Linked DNA regions of Mus musculus: regions 1, 3, 4 and 5 are each linked to region 2. Evidence: chromatin contacts called from public Hi-C, HiChIP or PLAC-seq, Micro-C and promoter capture Hi-C data. All regions are on one chromosome and are shown on one strand. Each heading gives the region's core, a stretch centred on a gene start, on an enhancer-like site or on the middle of the called end of the contact. The rest is flanking DNA. Distances are from core to core; before and after follow the strand shown.

Region 1 (5,424 bases), core at 1,089-3,588, 430 kb before region 2:
AAAATAGATAATCCCACACACGAGGCCTGTCAATCACCTTAACAAGTTTCTGCACGTCAGTCTTGATGAGGGTCCTATCCATGTTAAAGCCATTGCTGGGATCTAGGACGACAGCTTTCACCTACAAACAGAGCATACCAACTCATGTTACTCATATTATGAAATTAATTCATTTCTGCTTTTTAACCAGTTTCCTTGATGTTCAGCTAGTTTTCTTACCACTCTCTCTCTTTCATGCTTTCCTTACAGGCTGAAGACAGAAAACAACATCAAACTTGAATATGGGTTAGAAAAAAATACATGGCAAAGAGGCTGAAAGCAACAGTTGCCGTTTCAGAGCAGGAAACTGTATCTCGTGTTCTCTTTATGTGTTGTTAACCAAGGAGTAGCACAGAAACCAAAGCAAGGAGTAACTTTTACAACGCGCATTTGAACAAAAGGACAGGTTAAAAACTTCACAGCAGAATACTACTGAGGTTTCTAAGGGTCACGGGATCTCCTAAATCCGTCACGAAAGACGCTTTGCAGACTCTGAAAAGATGCCTTTTACTAAGTCATCTGACGACCTCAATGTTTTCAAATAAAAAGCATCAGGAAAACGCCTAAGGATTTTTTTTTAAGATTTATTTATTTTACTTATATGAGTACACTGTAGCTGTCTTCAGACACAGCAGAAGAGAGCATCAGATCCCATTACAGATGGCTGTGAGCCACCATGTGGTTGCTGGGAACGGAACTCAGGACCTCTAGAAGAGCAGTCAGTGCTCTTAACCACTGAGCCATCTCTCCAGCCCCGCTCCCAAGAATTTTTAAGAAAAACAAAACAAAACAAAACAAAACAAAACAAAACAAAACAAAAACAAAAACTGGATATCACAGTTTAAAATTTGTTTACAACACAATGACTTGCAAAACTAATCGACCTTACCATAAAAGCAACCACCGTCTCTGAAGCGATCTCTCCGTGGGCTGCACATTCTTGTCCTATTTCTCGTATGATATTCTTTATCACACTTTCTGCTTGAGTGGGAGGCATTGTGGCTAAATGAAGCAATAATTTTCTTTTAGTAATTTCATTTATGCACTTTTCCTGGTTAGATTCCATTATTAGATCTGGAATATCCACACTGTCTACTGAGTTATTACTATTTAAGTTTTTAATTATAATCTTGTTTCCTCCTGGATTTTTTTTTTCACTTTAAATGACGCTAATGACAGAGAGTAACTGGGATTTTCCCTGAATTTAAATCATGCCACCCTCAAAAATATATATTGTGACATTAAAAAAATTAGTTAGGGATGATGGCACATGTGTTAAATCCCAGTACTTAGGAGGCAGATGCAAATAGATTTCTATGAGTCTAGCCTGGTCTACATAGTGAGTGAGTGAGCCAGGGCTATGAAGTGAGACCCAGTCTCATAAAAAAATTACAAAAAGATAAATAAATAAACAAACAAACAAACAAACAAACAAAAGCAAGCTTAGGAGAATTTGGGTGAAAAAAAGAAAAAAGAAAAGAAAAACAACAAAAAACAAAAAACAAAAAAACAAGCCCCTGCGTAGGCAGCAGGACTACAGCTTGTAAAAGAAAGTGCTAATCAATACATCCACTAACGGATCTTTCAGAACTGTAATACAATTTCATAACTCTAAGAAATTTTTTTTCTCGGATTATTCCATCCTTGGGATTCCGGACTCTAACAAAAACATAAAAAGTAAATAATGAAAACGTGAGAGCTATGAACCTCTGAAAAAGAACTCCTAGCTGTTACTCTCATCTATTATAAACTAAGGAAGAGTGGTATTTAAGTCAGGGCTCCCGATTTTCCTGAGTATCAGCAACAGCCCAGGGGAGCGTGCAGGTAAAAGGAAACAAAGCCAGGAGTGCTCTGAGAGATGGGAAATGCAGAACTGGACTATCAAAGGTCCAACCACATCGTCAGGAGAGACAAGTACCTCGCCTCCTTGGAAGCCAATTTCCTCATCTGAAAAAGGCGTGCTGTTATCACCTTCTCCTGAACTTAGAGTCTACTGTGGTTAGAAAAGTTCGCAGCTTGGCCAAGCAATGCCAGCCATCAGCGAGCATATCTGTGGGGACGTCAGACCTGCCGGCCACACAGCCAGGTTGACCCCGCTCCATCCTGCGCGCTTGCACAGAGCGAGATGCCTGCCCACCCACCCTGTAGGTTACCTACTACCAGCACTAGTTCTGTAGCCGTCCGACGTCCGTCTTCTCGCCGGTACACCCGCGACTTAACGGCCTGGAGCTCCCTGGGCGCTGGGCTTGGCCGGAACGCCAACCGGCCGCGGCTCTCCCGGCCAGCCCCAGATCCTAAGCGGCAGTCGCGTAACCGTGGAAACGGAACGCGACGCCAGAGGCTTGGGGCGGGGTCTGGCTATGGGGTGTGGCCAGAGGGCGGGGCGGACAGAGGAGGGCGGGAAGGGCGGCTGGAATGGGTCCTCTGGGACCTTGAGAAGAGGGGTGTAGGGTTCTCCCTCAGCCTCCCAAGAGACAAGAACTCAAGTCCCAGGCGGCAAAGGCACTTTCGCTACACCTCAGTTTTAAGACAATGATACATGAATTCTAAAACAAAGGTTTGATGTGCAGACGTTGTTCATGTTGATAGTGTGAAAACATGGAAAATATATCTTTTGAAGAGAATGAGAAAGCCTGGGGTTCTTGGAATTCAAAGTTTATAGTTTTATCAAAAGAATGCTTTCATGTTCTGTTTCTGAAAGGAAGTCTTTATCCTGATGTTCCAAAAGGCCATAGTAAAACTTTTCATTTAGGAAGTTTTTTCACACCAGGTATAGTAGTGTAGGCTCAAAGTCCCAGCCCTTGGGATGCAGAGATAGGAAAATGCAGAGTTTTAAGACACCCTACACTGTATAGTAAGAAACTATCTACCCCCACCACCTCTAAGATGCAAGTAAGGAAACCTGTGCGTTTGGAATTGGGGATAATAATTTTTGTTTGTTTTCTTGAGAGAGGGTAAAACTATGTAGTCTTGAATGGTCTGGAATTGAACATGTAGACCAGGCTGATCTTGAATTCACAGAGTTCTACCTGCCTCAGCCTTCCAAACACTGGCTGTGTGCCACCATGCTGGGTCAATGATGGTGTTTTTGGTACCTGTCTTAGTCAGGGTTTCTATTCCTGCACAAACATCATGACCAAGAAGCAAGTTGGGGAGGAAAGGGTTTATTCAGCTTACACTTCCATACTGCTGTTCATCACCAAGGAAGTCAGGACTGGAACTCAAGCAGGTCAGGAAGCAGGAGCTGATGCAAATGCCATGGAGAGATGTTCCTTACTGGCTTGCTTCCCCTGGCTTGCTCAGCCTGCTTTCTTATAGAACCCAAGATTACCAGCCCAGAGATGGTCCCACCCACAAGGGGCCTTTCCCCCTTGATCACTAATTGAGAAAATGCCTTTCAGCTGGATCTCATGGAGGCATTTCCTCAACTGAAGCTCCTTTCTCTGTGATAACTCCAGCTGTGTCAAGTTGACACAAAACTAGCCAGTACAGTACCTAAAAATGTTTGTTGCAGGGTTGGAGATATGGCTCAGAGGTTAAGGGAACTGACTGGTATTCCAGAGGACTGGGTTTGAATCCCAACACCCACATGGAGGTTTACAGCTGTCTGTAACTCCAGTTCCTGAGAGTCAACTCCTTCTGGCCTCTGCATATACCAGGCATGCCAGTGGCCTGTAGACATACACTCAGGCAAAACACCCATACATGTAAAATAAAATAATAATTTTTGAAGCTTTCAATATTTGTTGGGTAAGTGTAATGTACTTTTTTATTGGATATTTTCTTTATTTACATTTCAAATGCTATCCCCTTTCCTGCTTTCCCCTCTGAAAATCCCCTATCCCTCCCCCCACACCCCCCACCCCCCCACTCACCAAACTGCCCACTCCCAATTCCTGGCCCCGGAATTCCCCTACATTGGGGTATAGAGCCTTCACAGGACCAAGGGCCTCTCCTCCCATTGATAACCGACTAAACCATCCTCTGCTACATATGCAGCTGGAGCCATGGGTCCCTCCATGTGTACTCTTTGGTTGGTGGTTTAGTCATACTTTTAAAAAACTTTTTATTATATTTAGTTATTTATGGGGAGCACACATGAGACCACACACTCATGGTGATCACAAACAACCCAGTTTCTTCTCTTCTACCACATTTGTTCTTGGATCATTTTAGCCATGTGCCTTTCATGGCTGCGGCATCCTAACAAACTGTTATAGTAACTTTCTGTTACTGTAGTAAACACGATGACCAACAACATCTTAGGGAAAAAGGAGTTTAGTTGGCTTTCATTTCCAGGAAACACTTTTATCACCGAGTGACTAAAGAGCAGAAACTCACAGCAGGACCGTGGAGCGGAAGCCGTGGTGAAAGGCTGCCACCGTGGAGAAATGCCGCCACCGTGGAGAAACGCCGCTTTAGTGGTCTGCTCGCTGGCTCATGCTTAGCTAGCTTTCTTTTTTTCTGTCTTTAGTTATTTTAATATTTTATCTATGTATTTACTTATTCATTTACTGGGTGTGTGTGCATGTGTCTGGTAGGCGAGGCCAGAAGAGGCCATCGGACCCTTTGGAGATGGAATTGCAGGCACTTATTTGTAAGCTATTTGATATGAATTCTTGGATCTGAATAATTATCTTCACGGTAATGTACAAGGGTCTTAAGGTCTCTGCTCTGCCGATGGCTGTGTTCATTCCCTTTATAATATCTATTTGTTCTGTTCCCCAAGGGTACCCGGGAATCCTTGTTAGTGGTTATGCGGGTACTCACTTTACCGTTGTTTATTCCACAGTACGTGTGCATTACATTTTTTGTATGACACATTTTATAATAAAAAGTAAAGATGAAATGTTATAGAATTCTTCATATTTAATAATGCTTTTTGGCTAACAACTATTTAAATAGTTATATTTTAACAGAAGTTTTTAAAAGTTTAAGAATTAATTGTTTTTTTTTAAACGATTTCTCCATTGTTCTCCATTATTAGCCATCTGCTGAAGAGCAATTAGCTGGATTTTTTAGCACAGGCGTGATGATTGAGGTAATGATAAATGCTGCACACCGAGTCCCAAAGCCTTTCATCTCCCCTCTCCTAGGATGTTTCCGGGCAGGAGAATCTCAGGGTCCTTTCTTTCTTCCTTTCTGTCTTAGTCAGGGTTTCTATTCCTGCACAAACATGATGACCAAGAAGCAAGTTGGGGAGGAAAGGGTTTACTCGGCTTACACTTCCACCCTGCTGTTCATCACCAAAGGAAGTCAGGACTGGAACTCTAGCAGGTCAGAAAGCAGGAGCTGATGCAGAGGCCATGGAGGGATGTTCTTTACTGGCTTGCCTTCTCTGGCTTGCTCAGCCTGCTCTCTTATAGAACCCAAGACTACCAGCCC
Region 2 (5,417 bases), core at 2,766-5,265:
GCAGTGAGGTTAGGGGAAGGCATAGAAATTAGTGACACTCTCTCATAGCAGGTGGTTTTCTATGTGTGTGCACCTAAAGTAAAGGTCTAAAGACATGCTGTGGTGGAATTCTACATTCATGTCCAGTTTTCCTGGTTGGAAAGCTATGTATGTCATTTAAGTAAATTAGGCACTGTAATAATACCTGGTACCTTAACCACTTTTATCTTCTTAAAGTCACTTTGTAATGCAGATTACCTACATCATTTACTTAACGCTTCTGTTTTTATTCAGCTAACTGAATTTTCTCCTTCTTTCTCCTCCTCTATCATATTTCAGAATCACCCACCTTCAAGCAAGAACTTAAATAGAAGCTGCAATTGCTCAAATGTCTCCAAGAACGCTTTATTCTAAAGCCATTACCAGGATGCTGCTAATGCTACCTTCAGATGCAAGACTTTTCAAGTTCAGGGTTCAAGGCAGTGCAGTCAAAGAAAGTCTTAAGCAAAAGATGAACTTCAGTGGAAAAGTTAGCAGAAATGTTAACTTATAATAAAACCAAAGTTATACATTATGGCGTTTATGTTACTAGCAAAAAAAAAATCAGACACTAAAATGACTGAATATAATCTATTTGATTTTTTATAAAGCTCATTAATAAGGTTGTTTTAGATTGGGACTGTGGCAGTGGGGAGGGAGGCTGGCTATGGACTGCAAAGTAACAGACACAGCGTTTTCCATTCATTTCTCTGACACCTTTGCCTGACCCCTATGCAGCCCTGCTGAGATGTCAGCAGTTACTTTCATAAATTATAGCTGCTGCCCTGCGCTGTCCTGCCCTGCCCTGTGTTTGCTCTGTGCAAGGGAAGAGAACTGGCAAAGTGGGGTGGGAGTGTAATTCAGTGGTCGGGTACATGGATGACTGTCTGAGGCCCTGAAATTGATTCCCAAAACTTCAAGAAGGACATGGAGAAGAGAAGAAAGAACTGGCCATAAAAGCTAAACATCTTCTAATCAGGATAGATAGTTTGACAGAAGTCACAATCACATTCTTTTTATAGAGTACATCTTAAAATAAAATAATCAGAGACCAAGCCCACCAAAATGAACATAAACATAGAAATGTTAACGGACAATATAAAAATGTGTATTCTCGCTCTTGATTTTTAAAAAGTGCTAAGCAAGGCAACAATAAAACATTCCTCTCTTATTAACACCACAGAACTGGAAAAGCAATGATAACACTTAGAGTGAGTAGAGTGTAACTTCTCTTATACATTGCTGAGGAGTTGATACACTGGCATGTGTTTACTATGGACAATATCACAGTCTTCAATATCGTAACAATGTATCAACTCTACTGTGTCTCCAGAAACAATGTATTCCACGGAAATGATTGGATAAGATTGAATATATATATATTAACGAAATTGAACACCCTTATTTTCCTCTATAATGATTGTGTTTTCCTTCTTGGCTGGCCCAAGCCCTGACTTTAACTTTAATGACGCCTTCTTGTACTCCTTGAGCAAACAAAACCCAAGCAGTATTTCTTCAGCAGGTCGTTTGTTACTGTGCTGCTACTGTTAAATTTCAAAGAAATCCGAACTTGTGGGCCCTTATCATTAGAGTGTCTTGAGCACTCCAGAGAATTTGCCGTTTTTCTTTTCAGAACCCCACCGTCAAGATCTAGAAGTCACGGCGAAAGTTTCTCTATAGATCCTCTCTTGAGTTAACAGTCTCTCAAAGTACTTTAAGGTTTAAGGGCAAACTAGACCTGTGCAGAGCCCAGAACTTATAACTATCTGAAGATGGGTTGGGATGTAAGAGTGCTTGTTTAACACGCTAGGGCCCCATCCCGAGCAAGGGTGGAGTGGTGGAGAGGTGCAGAGGTCACAGGTCTCATATAAGCCTCTCTTACTCCCCTGAGTGGGAGAGGAAGGGTGCCAAAACTCAGAACTGGGGGTGGGTGGGTGGGGGAAGGATGTTTCCGCATCTCCTAGACAGTCCAAGGTTGGCAATTCCACAGGAAAAATTGGCAAAGGCAACATTTACAAACCTGGCAAGAGGCACAGGTCCCAACAGGTGTATACCATCAAACCTCCTCTAGTCGACCCTCAGGTGACAGTTCCGGTCGCTGCGGACTTTGGAAGGTGACTTTACTCTTGCCAAGATTGTTTAATAAGTAACCCACACAGGCTAACTGCTCTAGAAGCAAGCACCTAACTTATTCCAGGAAACCCGACCTGCTATAGTCCAACAGGCGCCCCCCTCTGGAGAAATAGGGGCTACCCCAAGCCACCTGTTCTCGGGCAGATGAAAACCAAAACAGTGCTCTGGCCGCATCTGCCATTTGGACTGCGTAGTCATGGCTTGCTTTTTCTGCATCGCGGCGAAAAATTTGGGTCTTAAACTTGGAGCCTTAGGTGAAGTCAGAAGCCCACGAACATTTCACAGCGAATCACGACACCACCATTTCCAGGCAAAGTCTTTAGCCTTCCCAGGTTAGCTTTAGTCTCCACTCTTTTGTGGTCAATGGCCTGCCTGCCCTTAAAATTTTGCCACCCCTGAACTTTCCGTAGAGATGAGGTGCCCTGTCTCCGGCCATCGCCCGGGTTGTGGGCCCTCCATATGCGTTTAGCTCGCCTCTGAAAGTCCTTTGGACCCTCTCGCAGATCTCCTAGCTTTCGAGAACTTTGCCTCCAATCTCTCGTTTCAGATTCGCTGGGGATAAGATCTGAGAAATGCGCCCTGGGCCACAAGCAGCCTAGGAGGCGGGCTCAGGAACAACTTTCCCTCCGCCCTCTAACCACAAGCCCCGGGTGGGGCGGCCTAGCCAGGTCCCGAACTCTGTCCTTCCCCAGCGGGGATCCCGGACTCGAGCCTGCGCAAAGGCCAGCGTGAAAGGCCCCGCGAGCGGCGAAAGGGACTTCCTTCCCCGCTGGAGCCCCACCAGATGTTAAGAGGCGCAACAATAGTGGAACCGCAGAGAAACAAAAGGCCATTCACTGGGTTACAGGAGAATGGCTCTGTCGCCCCGTCTCTGCGGGGAAGACTTGCAGAGGGTCTGAAAGGGGGCTGGAAGAAATCTGAGTGGTCTAGAGCCTCTGCCACGCTCCAGGAGGCGGGAACCGCTCTTTACCATTAACAACCCCATCCTGGGGGTCCAGTGGTGGGGAGGAGAAATGAAGGGAAAGTTTAGTTTTCACCTTCTCCGGTGCAGAAAAGGGAGGAGCAACGATCCCAGATGTTTGACAGTTGTTGGTCCAAAAGTTGAGCAAAATTTACTTATTCTTAATACCTCCCTTGATGAGGCATAGGTAGCCAGGGAGGACAAATCGAGACTGCGCTGTAGCCCTCCCTACACAGCCCCACGCCGAGCCTGCTCTGGGATCCAGGAGCGTTGCCCTGTTTAGATGCACTTTGTAAAAGTTTCTCTTCCCGCCGCTTCAGGCCGACGCGCACCCCACCCGCATCTGAGATTCAGAATGGGTCCCGGGTGAGATCTGCACCCTTTAGGGGGAGGGAGGGGGTGTATTTCAGATCAAAGCCACAGACCCCCTGGGTGGGAACTGGACTCACATTCCAGCCCGGGAAGTGCGTACCCGGAGGCAGAGGAAAGCCAAGAAGCCCGTACTGCCTAAACCAGACTCCAACCCCGGAAGCTCGCGGAGGAGGGGTGAGGACTGGGGTCCGCACGACTGATCCTCCCTAGGTGTGCCCCGCACCTCGGCCCTCCAGGACACAATCCGAAGCGGGAAGCTGCGACTGCGCCTCCACACCACTCTTGGAAGGATCTCTTACCGTGGGGTTTTAACCTTCTGCCTAGGGCCCTGCTGGTTTCCTTCACGCCGGCAGCAGTTTCTGGAGCCGGAGAAAAAGAGTGAGCTCCTCCAGCCAGAGCAGCGATGCTTGCAGATTCACGCGAGGGGTTTCTGACCAGCACGCGTGACTCCAGATGCAGCGACCACGGCTCTGGTGCGGCCCCCACATGCACCCAGCGCGCCGCGCAGCTCGCCCGGGCGCCACTGCAACTCACCGGCTCAGAGCGGAGTCCCCTGGTGGCCTTCTCTGGAAAGGCAGCTACGCGGGGGCAAGAGGAGTCCTGTTGCCCTTAGGATCCTCTAATCTCCACAAGAGCCTGAGACAATGAGCAGTCTAAGTCTCTCAACTTTGGTCCGCTGCCCAATGTAGGTAGAAAGATGTCAGAGTAGAAAAGATGCTGCTGTCCTGGTTGGTCTTTGTCAACTTGACACAACCTTGATATATTTAGGAGGGAATTTTGACTTAAAAAAAAAACCCCTCATAAAATACCCTATTAATAAGTCTGTCCAGCATTTTCTTGATTAATGACTGTGGGTTGTGCCAGCGTTGGGCAGGTAGTGCTGGTGGGTATAAGAAAGCGCCTCGCGTGGATCTACAAGCATCGCTGCTCCGGCTGGAGGAGCTTACTCTTTATCTCCTGTCCCAGAAGCTGTTGCCTGTGAGAAGGAAGCCAGCAGGGCCCTAGGTGGAAGGTTAAAATCCCATGAGAAGCAAGCCAGCGAGCAGCATTCCTCCATGGCGTCTGCTTCAGTTCCTGATTCCAGGTAACTGCCTTGAGTTCCTGTTCTTACTTCCCTTTGCGGCGGACTGTGCATAAACCACATAAGCCCTTGCCTCCTCCAGTTGCTTCTGGTCATGCTGTTTTATCACAGCCATAGACACCCCAACTGAAGTCCACAAGAGCTTTTTCCAAGGCATCCAGAAAGGGCCAAATGACTTACGCTTCTCCAAAATGTTCTGCCAGCTGTAAAATGCCGTGGACTGCCTGAAACACCTTGGAAAGCAGCATTAAACCATGACAAAAATGCGTGGAAGTCGTAACTACCTCGCCGGGTGATTATGAGTAAACCAATTATGAGACGTACTCTTAGTTCTTGGGAGGAGTCTTCAAACATGAACTGAAAGAAAAAAAAATGAGGTGGATGTGTCAACCTGCTTTTATTCTCCTATAAACATCTTGATGTGTGCCGGCTGGGTAGTATCAAATGACTTGATTAGCGATCACATTCCGTAACTTCTGCTACACGTTTGAAAGAATGAAAGTAAATTAGGTGAAATTTAGGAGATATATTTCCATACTCGACTCCTGTTAGCCTTTCCATCACAAAAGTCTCTCTATATGTGGTGCCTTACTTGGCTCACACAAATGCTTGGAAAACTCCTGCTACGGGGCCTTAGCACTTGCTATGCTCCCTGCCTGGGACAGTCTTCTTAACTGTTCAGTCACATCATGGCTCAGAGACTACCCTTTTCCCTCCATTTCTTTCCTCAGAGGCCTCCCTTTCAACCCCATTCATCCCCCCCAAGACATCCCTTCTCAGATACCCCACTCCAGTTTTCTCTATGAAATGTATCACCATAAGACACACACACACACACACACACACAAATAC
Region 3 (6,078 bases), core at 2,414-4,913, 380 kb before region 2:
GCTGTCTTCCTGTAGATGAAGCTTGAAGCTCTCACAGGAACCATCCCTGCTTTCTACCATTTCCTATACAGATGACTTTATTGACCACTGGATCTCAGCAACCATGTGAATGGTTGTATAAGCGCTCATTTTTTTTCCTCCTCTAAAATTTGAGTTTTCCCCTACCTGGTTTGAAAAGTGAATTTTTATTGTGTGAATTAAACTTTGATTTGAAGCTTGCTATTAAAAACAAAAACAAAACAAAACAACAACAACAACAAAAGATCAAAGAGGAGAGTTTAAGAGCACTGACTGCTCTTCCAGAGGTCTTGAATTCAATTCCCAGCAACCACATAGTTGTAATGAGATCCGATGCCCTCTTCTGGTGTGTCTGAAGACAGCAACAATGTATAAAATAATATATAAAATAAATACACACATACATAAAATAAATATTTAATATATAATAAATAATGAAATAAATCTTAGAAAGAAAGAACAAAAGCTTTTCATATAAGAGAAAGTCCTTGTCTGTCTCTTTGCTCCACAGAACTTTGCATGTGTAGGAAGAATGTAGTCTTGGTTCTTTCTTCACATCTAAATTACCAGTAAGTACTGTGTGAGAAAACAAACTGCAACTGCAACGAGTGAACTTGTAATCTAGAAGGAGAAGTTCACTGGCTCTTTTCAAGGAGTCTAGAACTAAACCTAAGTTCCATTCTGAAAAGCTGCAGAACTAACCACAAGTTCAAGGCACAGCAATAACTTATCCTGACACTACCACTTGAATGAAATGATACCTTCAGGTGAGCTTCCATTTGAACATCCTAAATATTCCCTTCGCTCTCTTCAGCTTCTGCCCTTTTGTTGTTGCCATCTGTCACTGAGGTAGCTTGCTCTTATTCATTTGCATACAGTTAGCCAACCTCTAGTTGTACCTTTCTTGTGTTAAAGGCTACACACTACAGTGGGGATGATGGGACACTGTCTTTGCACTACTCTTAAATAATTTGGTGATTAACCCATGTGCATCTGTTTGCAAAATATTTTTTTAAGATTTATTTATTTTATGTATATGAGTACACTGTAGCTGTACAGATGGTTGTGAGCCATCATATGGTTGCTGAGAATTGAACTCAGGATCCCTGCTGGCTCCAACCCTGCTCGCTCTGGCCTCAAGATTTATTTTATTATTATATGTAAGTACACTGTAGCTGTCTTCAGACCAGAAGAGGGCATCAGACCTCATTCCGGATGGTTGTGAGCCACCATCTGGTTGCTGGCATTTGAACTCAGGACCTCTGGAAGAGCAGTCAGTACTCTTAACCGCTGAGCTATCTCTCCCTGTCAGCTGTACGATCTGTCCAAGCGCCTGTATTTCTGTCTTCCTTTCCCATCACACTTCTTTCTTATCTACTAATGATCAAGAACATGAGCGGGCATGCCACGAACAGAATTTCTCATACTTGTTTAAAATGATAAGCTACACTTATGTCATATGTTGCTCTATAATAGGATGTTTTTTATTTTGCTCTGCCTTTCTTCCTTGTGCGGGGAAAGGGTATACCTCAAGACAAAAGAGCAGGTCTATGAAATCATGACACAATATAGAAGTCCAAACAAAGTCAGGGCTAGCCATCTTTTAATGTGTGTATGTGTTTCCTCCTCTACTGTACCAAAATTAATATTTAGAGGGATGATCCACAATATATTTGAGAAGCAACACTTGAAAACTTACTAGTTAGGCTAAAGAGACAGCCTAGCAGTTAAAAATACTTGTTTCCCTTGTAGAAGACTAGGGACAGTTCCCAGAGCCCACATGGTGGCTACAACTGCCTGCAATTCTAGTTCCAGGGGTCCAATGCTCTCTCCTGGCCTCCATGGGTACCAGACACGCACATGGTGCATATATATACACACACAGACAAATACTTATTCACACAAAATAAGCACCAGACCCCACTCCTCCCTGAGGAACTATTAGCAGTTAACTAGTGAGAACGTGCCATCTCCCTCAGTGGTATACCCATTGATAAACTGTTCTTGCTCTGGTAGATAACTTTATGCACACAGGGAGGTTAGGGGGGAGGGAGGAAAGAGGGGCCTGTTGGGAAGAAGAGGTTGGACTGGTGGACTCGTGGGCAATGAGGGAGAAAACACTGAAGCTCATTATATAAACACTTGATAACTGTCAGACGATATATTGTTACTAATTAGCAGTGCTGAGGGCCTGCATCAATCCCCAGCATCATATAAAACCCAGGCTGTGGTATGTCCATAAAACTCCCAGTGCTGGGGTGGGGGAGGCAGGCTCATCTCTGGGGCTCTCTGACCAGTCAGCCCTTTGGGATCAGTAAGTCCCAGGTCCCAGTGAGAAACTCTGTCTCAGAAAACAAGGTACGTGGCCCTTGAGGAACATCATCAGGCTGACCTCTGGCTTCTACACACATACTGCACATGTGTGCATGTGAACGAATGAACTATCCGTGTCTGTACACACCAAATTCACTAGAACAAGATTGGCATAGCTACCTATATTATATTGTATGGGGAAGTATGAAGATATAAACAATGAGAACTGGTTTAGGAAAAGCACTCTATTTTCAAATATATAGAGAACTGCCTCAAATGGACCAAACATTCAACGATAGTATAGATACTCTTGTTATTATGTTTCACATACTATACTCTTTTAGTGCTTAAGAAAGTAAAAGTCCGGAGTAGGACACCTTCAATAGTTTAGATTAATATGAGAAACTTTGAGAAAGAATCAGGGCTTTATAGCTTGAGGGAACTAAGTAAGCTTAATCTCAACTCTGGTGCTTCTAAAGGAATTTTTTTTTTTTTTTTTGAGTAAGTGACAACTCTGATTCCACCTTAATAAAAGGAATGATATTATACACTGCAATATTACAGATGTGTATTTAACATTGTTAACATTCTTAAAAGGAAAGATGTTAACAAAATAGCGGTCATCCTACAGATAGTGTGCAACCTTCCTACCTTCGATGCCTTTTCACTACTAGGGTAGGATAATCCAATTCTTCCCATTGTAGTGGACTCCTATTCCATCAGCATCTTTTTCCAAAACTGATTTTTGAGGAAAGTGTTTTGCATTTATAAAGTACTACCAGACGCAGGACCCTAAGATAAGCCCAGCACTAGAGAGGCAGAGGCAGGCGGATCTCTCTGAGCTCCAGGCCAGCTTTGTCTACAGAACGAGTTCCAAGACAGCCAGCCCCCTGTCTCACAGTGGGGAAATGAGATCGCTTAGATTTTAAAAAATAAACTCTATCGTTTTTACTGTAAAATATAACTTTAAAGTGAAAAAAGAAAAACACCACACACAAAACCCACTTTCCACCTCGTAATTTACCCCACTCATGGATTGGGGAAAGAGTGTCACTGTGGCAAGGACCTGAAGGCTGTAAAGCTTTTCAGACCGCGGTCAGATACCCAGGCTCCTACGGAGCTCAGTATAAATCTTCATAAACAAGTGTGAAAACTTGTGTGGTCGGCGGGCAGGCTTCCCGGCAACCTACCCTAGCATCTTCTGCAAACCACAACCCTCCCCTTCGAGGGCTGGCGGAGCCTGACCTTGGGCAATTGGGAAGCCGGGGAAGCTTCAGCTCGGACGCCGCCAGGCTCAGAGACTTCCGGCGTCCCGTGCGAACGCCCGCTGCTGGACTTTCCTTCCGGTTCGCCCGGTGCGCGCCCAACCAGTGCGCGTTCCCGCCGGGGCTCTAAGAGCCGCACCACAGCGCCATCTATGCTCCGGAGGCCGTAGAGCAGGGGTCCGGGCCGAGCCCTGGCATTGGAACTGCAGGAGCCCTTGGCTTTGGAACCCAGATGAGCAGTCTGGTTTGATTTCTTGGGGCCTTTGACTTTCAGCCTCTCACATTCAAATAAGCTTTCGTTTCGTGGGTTTCATGTATATTTATATAAAGAGATATCCAGAATTGGAAATGGGACCTAATGGCACTTAATGGAAATGGAAAGATTCAGGCTAGAATCCAGCTGCCTCCAAGAGAAGGAAGTGCAGTATCGCCAAAAAGGAGTCTGGGGCTTTATAGGGTGCTTTTAGTTGAGCAGTGGTGTGGCAGAAGAGCTTTAAGAGAAAAGGGACTGGAATTAGAAGTTTTACATGTGGTGGTGAAGGGTTCGAGTCTTTAGAACCGGGACTGTGGTCAGTCTAGCCGTTCTGAGACAGGGATCATCTACCATCACTTGTGTAAAAAAAAAAAAAAAAAAACACATTCAAATTGATCAGAGATTACTAATCAGAGTTTCCCAAATTAGATCTCCAGGGGTTAAAGAGACTTCTCACGGGATCTCTGATAGCACTGACGATTTTGTTTTTCACATAGATATTAATAGTTCGCTTATATTTAATTTCAAAAATCATACATTATCAGTATTTTCTCAAACACGGGTTTTTTTTTTTTAAGTAATATAAGTCCTAGCCTTATTTTACGAGGACATCAAGCCAAAGTATATGATATAATTAATGGATTATCAGTTGACAAATGTGAACATTGTTTGTGGTAATTTTCAAAACCAATCCTACTCTCTCTTTTCTATGGCCTCCCATCCTGACTCCTGAGTTGTCCTGTGAAGGCTAAAGGTATATTTTAAGTTTAAATTATTGTGTGCTTTAGGCATAAAACAGAAATGTCTCTAAACTGTAAGCCCCTCTTGGCAAGAACAGATAGCTTCTTGGAATGCTGGGAGCTGTTGCTCCTGTAAGACAACAAGCCACTTGTTTTCACTTCTGTAAACAAGGCTGGTTGTCTCAGCTGCACAGGATGTGCACACATAGGTGGGAGGTGTAGGCAGGAAATATGTCAGGATGTATACTTGCCCCTGATTACATAAAAGTGGGATGTATATAGCCTTGTCAGTTTTGATTGTATACGCTTCTGACTAATGTAATTTGTTACTCTGGGATTCCTGGATATGGCCTTGGGCAGTGTCCCTTGTCCTGGCCAGTATTTAATAAAGCCTGCTTAGCTCAAAAATTGTGATAGTAGTCTTATTCTTGCCTTGTGGGATTAACAGTCCTTGTGATTTATTTCGGGTAGTATCATATATATATATATATATATGTTGTTTATATATGTCTATGCGTGAGTTTTCTATCTGATGCCTTTGGAGGCAGAAGAGGGCATGGAATTCCTGAACTAGAGTTAAAGACAATTGTGAACCTGCCCAGGGCCAGCCCTGGAAGATCTTCTTTCATGTTCTGGCTCTCCTTGAGCATTAGCAGTGATAAGATTTGGTCTTAGAAGGCACTTAGGGTTACTATATAATAATAATACGTTTTCCTATCTCAATTATAAGTCACTGTGCTTCAGTAGCTAACCTGCCTTCTGAGATCTTCTGAGGTGAGCAACTGTTTTGCACCTCATCCTAAAACAGGAGGAGATTAAGTAAAGTGGCCTTTGTTCTATCTCCAGCAGGAACTGCACAGCTTTAACTTTCATCCTGCTAGTTGAAGTCACAGGAAGAAAAAAGGGACACTTTGGAAAGTGATTTGAGCATTTATTTCTAAGTTGTAAAAAGTTTCCGATGAAAGCTTTCTGAGAAAAAGGGGGAAACAGGCTTGTAAAAAGGGGGGTAGGTGGGTAAGGGATCTAGGAAAAAGGCAGGATGTAAAAAAGTGGGACAAAGAGAATTGCTAAGAGAAGTGAGACAAGGAGAACTGCTCCCTTCTCTTTATCCTCAGCACTTATTTACATCTTTCAGAATACATGATCCCATGGTAAAAAGTTCAGCACAAGTTTACACAAAATTCAAACCATAAATCGAATAAGTTTACAACAGAGAATGTTTACATGCATATCCATTAGTAGTAATTATCTGGCTAAACATTCGTCACCTGCCACAGCTACACAGGTTCATGGAGAGTTAAAAACCATAACTTAAGTTATTAGTGAAGCTTTGTATAGATAAACTCAGTCAATATTTCATTTTCTGTTCTAGCACTTATAACAAATTGTCAATTCTCTTTATATGACCTTTGGTTAATGGTTTTACAGTCTTTTAAAAATAACTGAGAATTCCAACTTTTTTTTTTATTTTATTTTTTTTTTAAAGATT
Region 4 (5,779 bases), core at 2,521-5,020, 310 kb before region 2:
AGCACATGAGCTGGAGCAACAAGGCAAAAGAACAAAATCAATGCTATGCAAATAGGAAAGAAGTCAAACTACCCCTACTTCCAGATGATAGAACAGACACCCACTAAATGTAAGGGATCATAAAACTTTTACCAGAAAACTTCTAGAAATGTCAAACACTTTTAGAAAATCTGTAGGAATCAGAATCAACTTAGAAAAACCAGTAGCCTTTTTATACACCAACAGCAAGCAAACAAGAGGACCCTGGGCACATTCCACTCAGAACAGTCAATCTATACAATGGCACAAAGTACAAGCTATGTGACAGGTTGCTTACCACTTGAGGATGTACACTAAACAGATCAGACTTGTCTTTCTCACAGAACAGGAACTTTTCTGGATGCCATCAAGGTTGAATAATTGACTTCTATTTGAAGCCAAAAAAGTCTTAATACATAATAATTCACACATTACATTCTTTCACAAACCGTATGGTGTCTTTATCTCACCTGGAAAGTATTCAGGAAGTTTTTACAAATAATGAAATTTCATTTTCAAAACCTGTGACCTGGAGACAAGTCCTGTGAAGAGCTCACTAGGCAGGATTAATGACTATGAGTAACTTTATTTTAGCATTAAGTCGTGCATTTTCTTGGAAGTTTATGCTGTTACCTATACATTACTTATTTTTAAAGCAAATACACAAATAAAGATCATTATTACTTAAAGCTGGAGAGGGGGGGAACAATACTACTTTGTATTTGAAATCATTTTTTGAAAACGTATGCACATAGTTAAATTAAAATTTTGTACATATTAAAGTATGAGGGTTTGTATATGCTTGGCCCAGGGAATGGCACTATTTGGAGGTGTGGCCTTGTTGAAGTAGGTGTGTCACTGTGGGCGTGGACTTTGAGACCCTCATCCTAGTTGCCTGGAAGTCAGTCTTCTCCTAGCAGCCTTCAGAACACGGGGTGGAACTCTCAGCTCCTCCAGCCCCATGTCTGCCTGGATGCTGCCATGTTCCTGCCCTAATTATTAAATGTCATTCTTATAAGAGTTGCCTCTTATAATGATTATAATAATGAATGAGCATCGATATATTTGGGGTTTTGGGGATAAAATCTAAAACAAGATTAACTACCACTTCTATTCCCTGACGTAAGACAGAATTAGGACTCCCACAGCCCTACCTCTTCATGTGCCCCAGTCCCTTCCTTCTCTACAAGTGGTAGGTGGGTTTGTTACCACTCACCAAGACACTGCAATGCCACTGAGAACCAAGTTCAGGAATTAGCTATGAATGGGTGACTCCAGTTCAGCCTGGATTCCTGCTGCCCTCCCTCTCCTAGGCCCACTGCCCCTGTGCTGAAAGATGAGTTCATCAAGTCTACCCCAGCAAATAGGAAGCCTCCACGGGTCTCTACTCAGACAGCAGAATGAGTTCAGGTCTTTCAATCACGGAATGAGGCTCTGTCCCCATTTTTATATACTTTTGAACATTTTACCTAGCTAACATAGGCATGGTACGTAAGAATTATTTGAAAAGTCAGGCTTACGTGTTATTTCACTTCACTTTCTTACTGACTTTATAAATTAGTAACATAGCACTTTTAGAGACAAGGGAACACACATTTCAATAAAAGGTGAGTTTGTAGATTAAAATTTAATATAAGCAAATGTAGGTTCTTTATCAGTTTCCTATAATGAAAATGTATTTTTATACTTTATTAACATCCTATTTTTAATGCTTAATATTGGCATATGTGTGCAGTGATTAAAATTAACCCTATGTAATCTGAGAAGCTGTTTTGTCTGATTTCATTTAATTAAGTTCTAAAGAAATACAAATACAAATGAAACTGGTATTGGAAAGCATGATAACAAACATTCTATTTATACTGGAAATAAAATAAAAATAGAGTAATAGTCTTTCTTCTCCAGTCAAAAATACTATCCTCCCTAAATAAACTGCTTGGAAGACACTTGAGCAAGCAAGAGTTCACAAGGCATGGAATGAAGAATTCAAGAGAATACTTAAGTTCACATGTGTAAAGTGAAAACATACTTTTTAGTTTATTAAAAAAGTAGTATGTAAAAATTATTTTGGTAAGTTTTACCATTTCTGCAGACCTCACACACAAGACCAACTTTAAACATTAAAGAATGATTATATGGTCGAAACTATTTGTTAACAGGGAGGGGTTTTCTTGAATTAAAAACATCAATCACAGAGACAGGCGGGTTTCTGAGTTCGAGGCCAGCCTGGTCTAAAAAGTGAGTTCCAGGGAAGCTGGGTCTACACAGAAAAACCCTGTCTCAAAAAACCAAAAAACCAACCCCCCCCCCAAAAAAAGAATAAAAACATCAACCACTCTCAGCTAAGAAAGTATTTCAAATTGACCTTACTGAAATTACTAGAAAAGAAAAATGGTGTTCCCCTTCATAACTGAACTAAAGAGTTAGAAAACATGGCAACAGGAAGAAAGTCCTCCAACATCATAAAGGTTTAGCTGCTAAATTCACCAGTCACTAAAGACTCTCCCAAAGTCTTTCTGGTCAAGATGAAGGAAGAGGGACCCTAAGCATCTTTATAATGTCGAAGACCTCCAACACGGGTGATGTCTGTCCCTCAATGTTGAATACACAGCTAATCACACATGTAAATCCAGGTATCTTCTGCTCAAAGACCAAAACAAATAAACAAAAGCAACAACAACAAAAACCAGACTGTATCTTGGTCAGCAGATCCACACCTCACTAAAACCCTTCATGGTATAAATTAGGCTGTATGGGGATAACAATAATCAGGTAAGTTCTGTAGATCCATCCAAAGTAGACATGTGCAGAAAAAGAAAGCTAAATGTTGAAGGTCGGGGATGTTGTGCATTTGTGTTTGTTTTATCCCCACAGACAGGATTCTGTTATATGAACCAGACTAGCTTCAAACTCATACAATCCTCCTGCCTTGGCTTACCTGGTGCTAGGGTTACAGCACCACATCCATTACTGTTTCTGAAGGGCAGTCACGTTTCTACAAAGCTACTCTCAGGGGGGTGCAGGTCTTTTAAATTGTGAGGACTGGCTCTCTCTATTCAGGACGTACACTGAGGTTAGGCTATTCTAGCCACAACATAGCTCAGCTAGAATTGTGTCATTCCAATTTAATTTTTTTTTCAGAATTCTTATTATTGATTTCCTAAATACCCTGGAGATAAAAGAGTAACTTTTCATTTTTCATAGATCTAAACTGGTTATATCCTCCAGTCTCTTAAGACTAGCTAGATCATTCAGATAAATAATGAAGTGGGAAGCTTAAGAAATTAAAAAACAAAAACCAAAAAGAACTACAAATGGTGATTCATTACTGCAATTACAAACTAGCATTAGTTCCTAGGTACACCAACATGAAACAAAACAACTACACAAGAAAACTGGTAACTTGGAGACACAAACCTTCTCTAAGGAGGGCTGTTGACTTGTAGGTCTCTTAAGACTTCCTGCCACAGGCATGCAGTTACTGGTGGGGCTGGGGAGCACTCCTGGTTTCATGTTCAGTTTCTAGCACACAGCCTCTAGAATCCTTGAAATCCACTTGAGTACCGAAGTCTTGAGGGGCATCTTACTAACTTCACAACGGAGAATGACCACGTAACAATCAGCCCCACTGTGCCGAAGCTGCTGGGGAAGGGAAAGGAGTTTGGAATTGTGGTTGCTTGAATATGCTCTGCCCAAGGAGTGGCACTCTTAGCAGCTGTGGCCTGGTTAGAGCAGGCGTGGCCTTTGTGGAGGAAGTTTGTCACTGCTGGGGTGGGCTTTGAGACCTTTCTCCCAGCTGCCTGAGGAGTCAGGCTTCCTTGCTGGCCTTCAGAACAAGATACAGATAGAACCCTCAGCTTCTCTAGTGCATGTCTGCCTGGATGCTGCCATGCTCCTGCCGTGATGATGGACTGAACCTCAGAACCTGTAAGCCAGCCCCTATAAATACTGCTCTTTATAAAAGTTGTCTTATCATGATGTCTGTTCACAGCAGTAAAACCCTAAGGCAGAGGTTGGTACCAGGGAATGTGGTATTGATTGCTACTATAGGCCTGAGCATGTTTTTCTTTGGAGGAATGTGGATTTGGAAAGCAGTAGAATGCTTTAAGTGGGGCTTAATGAACCATCCTAGGAGGAAGACATGATGCTGAGGGTGATTTGAACCATGCATAACACAATACTCAACAAAACCTAAGCACGCAAAGGGGTGGCATATTCCAGCCCCACGGAAACAAGGAAGCCCTCAAGCCTCATTGTCTTTAACATGGTCTAGAATGGTCAATACTTTCCTGAATTCCATAAGTCATTCTAATAAATTATTCCACCAAATCAACTAAGCAACAAATCAATTAAACCGTATGGGATCATAGAGCCTGAAGCAGCAAGCAAAGGCCCTGCATGGGTCTAGACCTGGTCCTGTGTGTGATGTTATGTCTTTTGGCTTGACCTTTTTTGTGAGAGCAGTGTGTCTCTAATTCTTTTGCCTGATCCTGGGACTCTTTTTCCTCCTGTGGGGTTGCCTCATCCTGCCTTGATGAGGGCTTTTGCCTTGCCTTTCTGTATCTTGTTAGGTCCTATTTGACTATTGTCTCTTGAAGGCCTGATCTAGGGGAGAGGGGACGTGGGGGTGGGGATGGGGGTGGGGAGGGGAGGGGTCGAGGGAGGGGAAAGGGGAAACTGTGGTCAGGATGTATTGTTTGGGGAAAAAAAAACAATCTATTTCCTTTTTGCATAAAAATTTTTTTCATTGACCTCTTACCATACAAAATTTATTCAAATTTATTCAAATTACTTCCATTTGAAATGGTAAGATCACAGCAATAACAAGTCACCCTGTAACAAATCTATTTACAAAATCCATCATAAAAGCTGTTTCTGGGCCTATTTTTACATTCCCACACCGTGCCAGCTGCCACCAAGCTTCTCTGCATGGCATCTTCTTTCAGATCCCTTCTCTTGTCATACTACACACACTCGGATGCTGCCATGTTTGTCTTAAAGCTAGTAAGACATAAGAGCTTTCAGTAGCACAACTCAATGGGGAACCTGCATTCTCGGGACTTACAAAAATACTATAGTACTCATGTACTTTGTGGGTCAGAAACTGTGAGCAAAAAAGTGCCTTAATACATAGTAAGGGTGTCTTATTTGTGTGTGTCAATTAAGTCCGTTGACTGCAAAAGCCTTGTTATGCATAAAATAAAAAACCCTTGAAGACTCATAATATTCCTTTCATTTTTAAAAACAATAAATACAGTATTATAATACATGATTTGTAATTACAGATGCTGGGAAGAATGGAGGGAGGGGAAACTATGGTAGGAATGTACTGTACGAGAGAAGAATCTTTAAAAGAAAGTCAAAAGTCAGAGAAAACACAAAATCAAAAGCCAAACAAACAAACAAACAAACAAACAAACAAACTAAACCATACCTGAAGAGGAGACTGTAGGAGTCCTTAACTTTGGAACATGGAATTAAACCACAGGTAACTTTGAAGACATACCCTTAGCCTGTGGAGCCTACCTGCAGGTAGGCAGTATCAGAATGAAACCAACTTATAGGACATGGATTTGCTGCTGGACAACAACAGAACAGAGGCTAGTTGAAAAGACTTGATGCTTTTGGCAACAGCAGTAGATGTCAAGAAGATTAATAAAACTCTGAATTAAACAGGTGAAGTGGTGGATACCTGTGGTCTCAACTAAAGTGGAAGATTTAGCTGGAGGTTGGCTTGAGCCAAGAGCTCAAAACTTGCTTG
Region 5 (5,369 bases), core at 25-2,524, 270 kb before region 2:
GCATAGAAAATAGCAAATTTCAAAGTTTCTTTAATACTAAGGTTTAAAACAATGACTCTGTAATGTGGCCTCCAGATCTGACGAACTTTCTGACTGCATATATTTGCAGACAAGTCATCCTTGGTCCTATTTTTTTTTTTTAAATAACGAACCATCAATGCATGAGCATAAAATGCATACGGCAATGGGGCTGCTTCTGTATGTGATCAGATACCCTAGAAAGATAGATTTCAGCACCTGGAGGCTGGCAAGTGAAAGTATCCCTGTGAAATCCTAAAATGCTCCACCATTGTTCAAATCTCAGTGTTTCCAAAACAAAATCTTAAGCATGACACATCCATTAGGTTTCATGCTTTATGTAAAAAACGGCCTCAACTAGGCAGTTTAATCAATGTTCTCCCTCCCTCCATAGTCAGCACACGTTAACTGGGGAGTCTTAAGACCAGATGGAGATCCAAACTCTGATATCTGTCATAAGATAACATTTAGAATGTTACTAACATTCTAAATCCTAGTTAGAAAACGTTGCTGAAAAGCAATGTCCTTGGGCAAGAAAAGAATGGGAAGATCTGAAACTGACCCAAGCACAAATCCCTTGTCAACCAAAGACACTTAACAGGAAAGAACCCAAGAAATGTGGGGGTGGGGGTGCACGGGGGGGGGGCCGGAAATCGTACTCTTCCGGAACGTAAAGGCGAAACAGGCACTGGTAAAGCCGCCCCCAAGGGACGACTGACTATGGAACGGTGACAGCTCCTATGCACCGCGGAGAGCAGCCAGCAGGAACGGCCGCAGCGCAGACGCCGCCGCCACTCCCAGCTTGCAGGTCCGGCGGGATTGGCTCGAGAACATCAACAAAGACCCTCCGGTCGCAGCCTAACCCAACAACAAAGGCCGAGCGACTGCGCGCGACGGCCGGCGGCGACAGGGGGACTGGCGCGCGGCGGGCAGCCCGGCGCCCGCGGCGCAGCCCGGGAGCGTGCACGGAGCCCCGAGGCCGTCCGGCCCAGCCTGGCCGCGGAACACAAAGACGCGGACCGCCCGCGCTCCGGCCGCCGAGGCCCGCGGAGGGGGAGGGGCTCACCTGGCACAGCTGGCGGCAGTAGGCGGCGGCGGCCTCCACCGCGGGCTCCCGGCTCTCGCATAGCCGCCGCTCCAGCTCTTGCAGCCGCTCGCCCAGGCGCCGCAGCTCCGCCGCGCAGCCGCCACCGCTCAGGCGCTCCTGCTCGGCCTCATCGTCCGCCATCTTCGCAGCCCGCTCCGTCGCGTACGCACCTGGGTCACGTGATAACACAATGCCACGTTCGGCGGGGTCACGTGCCCGGTGCGCTGGCACGCCTGGGCGCACGTACAAAGGCCGGGTGTGGGGCTGGCGACCGCCGGGGCAGTGCTGCAGCGAGCTGAAGCTGAGGCCTCTGCTGCTGCGGCGGCGGCTAGGGCCAGGGCCAGGGCGAGGGCAAGGTCTGCGGAACAGCCGGAGGCCAGGGCAGGGTGGAGAGCTGGTGATTGCCCTGGTTCTGGGCCAACCCGAGAACGCCTCCTGGAAACAAGCGCTCTAGGTGTTGGAGGGCACACACACACAACAATTGGGTCAGAACAAAATGAGAGGTTCAATTCTCATTCTGGGAAATCAAGCAGCGAACACAAGAAAAGAATAGTGTGGAGAGAATTCAAACAGACCGAAATGATTAATGTTGTAACCCGGTGGTTTTTAAGGCACAAAAGCTTTTCTAAAATCTGGTTACCGTTACGCGTTACAAGAATCCACACCGAATCTTAGTTTGGGAAAGTAGGTCGAAGGAAAGAACACAATTAAGGATGCTAAAGTAAAAAAAGGAACACGGATGTCAAATAAATGCCAGTAGCAACCCTCCTCTTGGTGCTGCAAAACAGGTGGCCTTCTAAGCCGTATTTTATTTGCAAGACGAAAACAGTATTTGGCATTAGAATTGGAGAAGAGAGCTGAGTGTTGTGTGCACGGTTGTAATCTCAGCACTCGGAGACGAGAGGTTCAAAAGTTCATCCCTGGCTACATAATATTTCCTCCTCCAGCCTATGCCAGATGAGTTCTTACAAATTTAAAGGAGTAGGGGGTAGAATAAGAGGTAGTCGGAAAATCAATGTGCTTAACCATAAATTTCATAATCAAACTAATAACAAACCCAGTGTTTGAGGGCTAGGGGTGTGACTCAGTTGACAGAGTGCTTGCCTAGCTCCGTTCACTGCATAAACCAGGCAAAAGGCACGCAACTGCCTGTTTAATCTCAACCTTCCCTGGTGAACGCCAGAGTATCAGAAGTTCAGAGACTACACTATTTTGCCAGTTTCAGGTCAGCAAGAACAAATAGACAAACAAAACAAAACACCCCACAACCTACTGTTTATTTAAGAGGCAAGATGTCTGCCTTACAACTGAATCCTTTTAAAACAAACAACAGCGTTGACACACCTGGTCATTTTACTGTTGTGTTCTGACTGCACTGTATTTTTCTAAGGATAGTTATCTAAAATGAACAACCAGCCTGGAGGTTGGCTCTAGCAGAACTGCAGCACGAAGGAAGCTGGAGCTGAGGGTCTCCCGGTCCAGTCCGCCCGGGCTACATTGTAATGCTGGGTCTCAAAAACATAATTTCTACCGTATCCAGTAGCCTTTTCAGGAAATGTATATAATAAAGCCAGATGTGATTCTAGTCCTCACAGGTGACGGGAGGAGGACACTTAGTGGAAAATGTTCTCTGAATACTGTGTTGTTCCAGCGAATGTTTTGTAATGCATGCTTTTAAATCATTACATAAGATGAACAAGCACAAGGCAACCTTACAGAAAACAGCATCAATACTGCACATTAACAAGACAGAATCCTCTAATGCTTGCATGTACATGAGACCAGGGGAGCACACTGTAAGGCTAAGGATTTCCTCTATTGGATTGAACAGTGAAAAAGAGTTGAAGAAACAAATGAAGGTAGCTGTTTTGTCTTGCCCTAGTCCCTGTAGATACTCTACCAATGAGCTGCCCTGTACCCTCCTTGCTTAAGATTTTAAATTTTGCAGTTCATTTTCCCAGGTTATATATATAGTTCAGGTATTAAAGTTCCATCAATGTATGCTATTTTAGGATTCCAATGAAAATTATCAAAAGAAATATGTGATTAGCCAATGCACCAGTAAATGCAAGGACTGTACAATAACTAAAGGCTAGGAAGCTTACCTTTTCTACAATTCAACAGTAATGAGTTACACCACACTTCATTTACAGGAAGGAAAGTGTGTAGCAGCAGGTGTGGAGAGAAAGATCCAAAGTGAAATATGCCTGAATAATGATTTTTTAAATTATTACATAGGGCTAGGGTGTAGCTCGATGGCAGAGCACATTCCGGAGACTCTGGTAATGGGATGGGGAGGGGGTACCTAGTAATGTCATTCCTACCTTCAGGCCATGATACCCTTGTGGCTAAAAAAACTGGATTAGGAGCTGGAGAGATGGGCTCAGTGGTTAAGAACATTTGCTAGTTTTCCAGAAGACCAGGGTTGTAGTCCCTGTACCAGGTGGCTGCTTCACAGCTGTCTGTGAGTTCAGTGTCAGGGGATGCCAACTGCTTCTGGAACCAGACATGCAAGTGGTGCACAGACCTCATGCAGGTATGACACTCTTACATAGAAAATAAAATTTTAAAGGAAACTGGAATCATAAATTGGATCTGCATTCTAGTACGGCCATATAAATTCATCTGCACCTTTTGCTTTTATCTAGTGTCTGTGACTGTTAAACTTGAGAATTATGAGGAGAAAGACGGCCTTAGTTAGGGTTTTATTGCTGTGAAGAGACACCAGGACCACAGCAACTCTTATAAAGGACAATATTTCTGGTTTATATTTTCAGAGGATTAGTCCGTTATCATCATGGCAGGAAGACATGGTGCTCGAGCTGTAACTAACAGTTCTCCAGCCCAGTCTGCAGGCAGCAGGAAGAACAAGTCACACTAGGCATGGCTTGAGTATCTCAGACCTCAAAATCCATGTCTTAGTGCCTTTTGGCCAGCCTGAGACCAAGGTGACTTTCTGTGACCTGTTTGCTTTTTCCTCTTTTTGGGCAAGTGACTTAGTGACAAAACATTTACATATAGAAAGAAGTAATGGGCCACAGAAACGACCATACCAAATATCCAGTCATAGCACAGAAACTAACAATTGAAAATAAAGAGAGACATCTACATAGCTATTTAATACAACGCCTGTGGGTGCAGGGCATCCTACCAACCCACAGAGAAGACAATCAACAAGCACACTGAGTGGAAACGAGCATGTGATTGTCCCTTGGTATGGTTGTCAAAGGAGAGAACAGCCAGAGGCAACTTGGGAGAGTACAGAGTGAACATTTCTCTCAGAATAGATCAGATGATTAGAGGGACAGCGGGGAAGCAGAGAGAAGAGACCAAGGGAGCCGAGGACCAAGAGCGTGCACCCAAAATAGCTAAGTTCTCTAGGAATCGCAAGCTGGGGGAAGACAAGCAAGTTCAGGGGCTGGAGAGGTTTATGGTGGGAGGCAGGGGTGAGGCGTGCTAAGAGAAGCCAGGACTCTGTAACAGGTCTTAGCAATGCTGAGAACCTGATGGTCACGGTCAGTTTTTATACAACAGGTCCCTTGGCTAGCCATATGTCCCAGGTTTGAGACCTTATACACACAAAACTTAACCGTAGCCGTTAGCTTCTTAAGTACCAAACTTTCAGTTCACAGGAACCACTACACACACACACACACACACACACACACACACACACACACACGCACATACCCTTCTCTGCCTAGAGGCTCTTAGGAAAAATTGGAGACCCAGTCCATAAAATGACAATAAGGCCACTTGGGCCACAAGCCCCCAGGTTTCTGGGGACAGCGTTTTGACCAAGCAAGGCAGTTAGTTCGTGGGCGTGGTATCACAAGGGCCCTCAGGCAGTCGAGCCTTCAGCCACCAGTTACACTTCCGGCACTTGTGCTGAGGAGCCGCGCTTCCGGGTGGCGCCAGCTTCCCGGGTCCTGCGGGCTTCCTGCAAGCCTGGCGCACCAGCCGGCTCTTGAGGAATTCCTAGACTGCGGGACCTGAAGACTGGAACCGGGGATGCGCGGTGCCTGCTGCACGCTGGCAGCGCCGGCCGCCGCCACGCTGCTCCCCAGCCCTGTCTGCACCCCGAAGCCCGCGAGCCGAGCTGCCTCAGCTGGCCACACAGCCCGCGGGCGCGCGGCCTCCAGAGCCCGCCGGGAGGAGCCGCTCGGGCTGCGCGCGGAGGAGGCAGGGAGGCCGGGAGACTCGCCCTGCAGGGCTTGGCCGGCCTTCTCCAAAGAGCTGGGCTGCACCCGGACGCCTGAACCCG

The links. A called contact is a pair of places that touch in the nucleus more often than the background predicts. HiChIP or PLAC-seq counts read pairs in DNA pulled down with a chosen protein or histone mark. Capture Hi-C pulls out chosen DNA fragments and counts their contacts.
Region 1: a contact with region 2 is called in a promoter capture Hi-C map of liver. The contact joins the promoter of Cfap206 here to the promoter of Mob3b in region 2. A contact is called at or near these places in 1 of 39 promoter capture datasets (pre-B cells), 2 of 115 datasets of contacts at active chromatin or transcription factors (bone marrow-derived macrophages and microglia) and 4 of 9 other capture datasets (adipose tissue, embryonic stem cells, liver and 1 more).
Region 3: a contact with region 2 is called in a Hi-C map of CD8 T cells, with 3 times the contacts expected there. The contact joins the promoter of Smim8 here to the promoter of Mob3b in region 2. A contact is called at or near these places in 5 of 39 promoter capture datasets (the C10 cell line, hippocampal neurons, liver and 2 more), 7 of 484 Hi-C or Micro-C datasets (B cells, CD4 T cells, CD8 T cells and 3 more), 3 of 115 datasets of contacts at active chromatin or transcription factors (embryonic stem cells and memory CD8 T cells) and 3 of 9 other capture datasets (adipose tissue, embryonic stem cells and liver).
Region 4: a contact with region 2 is called in a Micro-C map of embryonic stem cells, with 4 times the contacts expected there. The contact joins the enhancer-like site here to the promoter of Mob3b in region 2. A contact is called at or near these places in 1 of 484 Hi-C or Micro-C datasets (embryonic stem cells), 1 of 115 datasets of contacts at active chromatin or transcription factors (bone marrow-derived macrophages) and 1 of 9 other capture datasets (liver).
Region 5: an H3K4me3 HiChIP or PLAC-seq map of bone marrow-derived macrophages shows a contact between it and region 2, with 3 times the contacts expected there. The contact joins the promoter of Zfp292 here to the promoter of Mob3b in region 2. A contact is called at or near these places in 9 of 39 promoter capture datasets (the C10 cell line, the HPC-7 cell line, cranial neural crest and 5 more), 8 of 484 Hi-C or Micro-C datasets (CD4 T cells, CD8 T cells, embryonic stem cells and 2 more), 7 of 115 datasets of contacts at active chromatin or transcription factors (the 230-238 cell line, the SCID.adh cell line, bone marrow-derived macrophages and 4 more) and 4 of 9 other capture datasets (adipose tissue, embryonic stem cells, liver and 1 more).

What each region holds. Positions count from the first base shown.
Region 1 is chr4:34,727,868-34,733,291 of GRCm38.p6, forward strand. Cfap206 (cilia and flagella associated protein 206) reads right to left here and starts at 2,339. Exons shown (of 13, transcript NM_001347062.1): 1 at 2,193-2,339; 2 at 929-1,041; 3 at 38-121. The coding sequence starts at 1,036.
Region 2 is chr4:35,153,469-35,158,885 of GRCm38.p6, forward strand. Mob3b (MOB kinase activator 3B) reads right to left here and starts at 4,016. Exons shown (of 4, transcript NM_178061.5): 1 at 3,784-4,016. It overlaps Ifnk (interferon kappa), which reads left to right. Exons shown (of 2, transcript NM_199157.2): 2 at 319-551. The coding sequence ends at 350.
Region 3 is chr4:34,774,703-34,780,780 of GRCm38.p6, forward strand. Smim8 (small integral membrane protein 8) reads right to left here and starts at 3,664. Exons shown (of 3, transcript NM_001330757.1): 1 at 3,577-3,664.
Region 4 is chr4:34,844,376-34,850,154 of GRCm38.p6, forward strand. All of the region lies in intron 1 of Zfp292 (zinc finger protein 292), which reads right to left. Among named protein-coding and RNA genes, the nearest start is that of Zfp292, 36 kb to the right of the region's middle. Within about 2 kb of position 3,771, at least 54 of the 459 cell types and tissues checked have an H3K27ac peak or open chromatin away from gene starts, as enhancers often do. A contact at or near this core is called in embryonic stem cells, where this site is marked.
Region 5 is chr4:34,881,674-34,887,042 of GRCm38.p6, forward strand. Zfp292 (zinc finger protein 292) reads right to left here and starts at 1,275. Exons shown (of 8, transcript NM_013889.2): 1 at 1,085-1,275. The coding sequence starts at 1,246.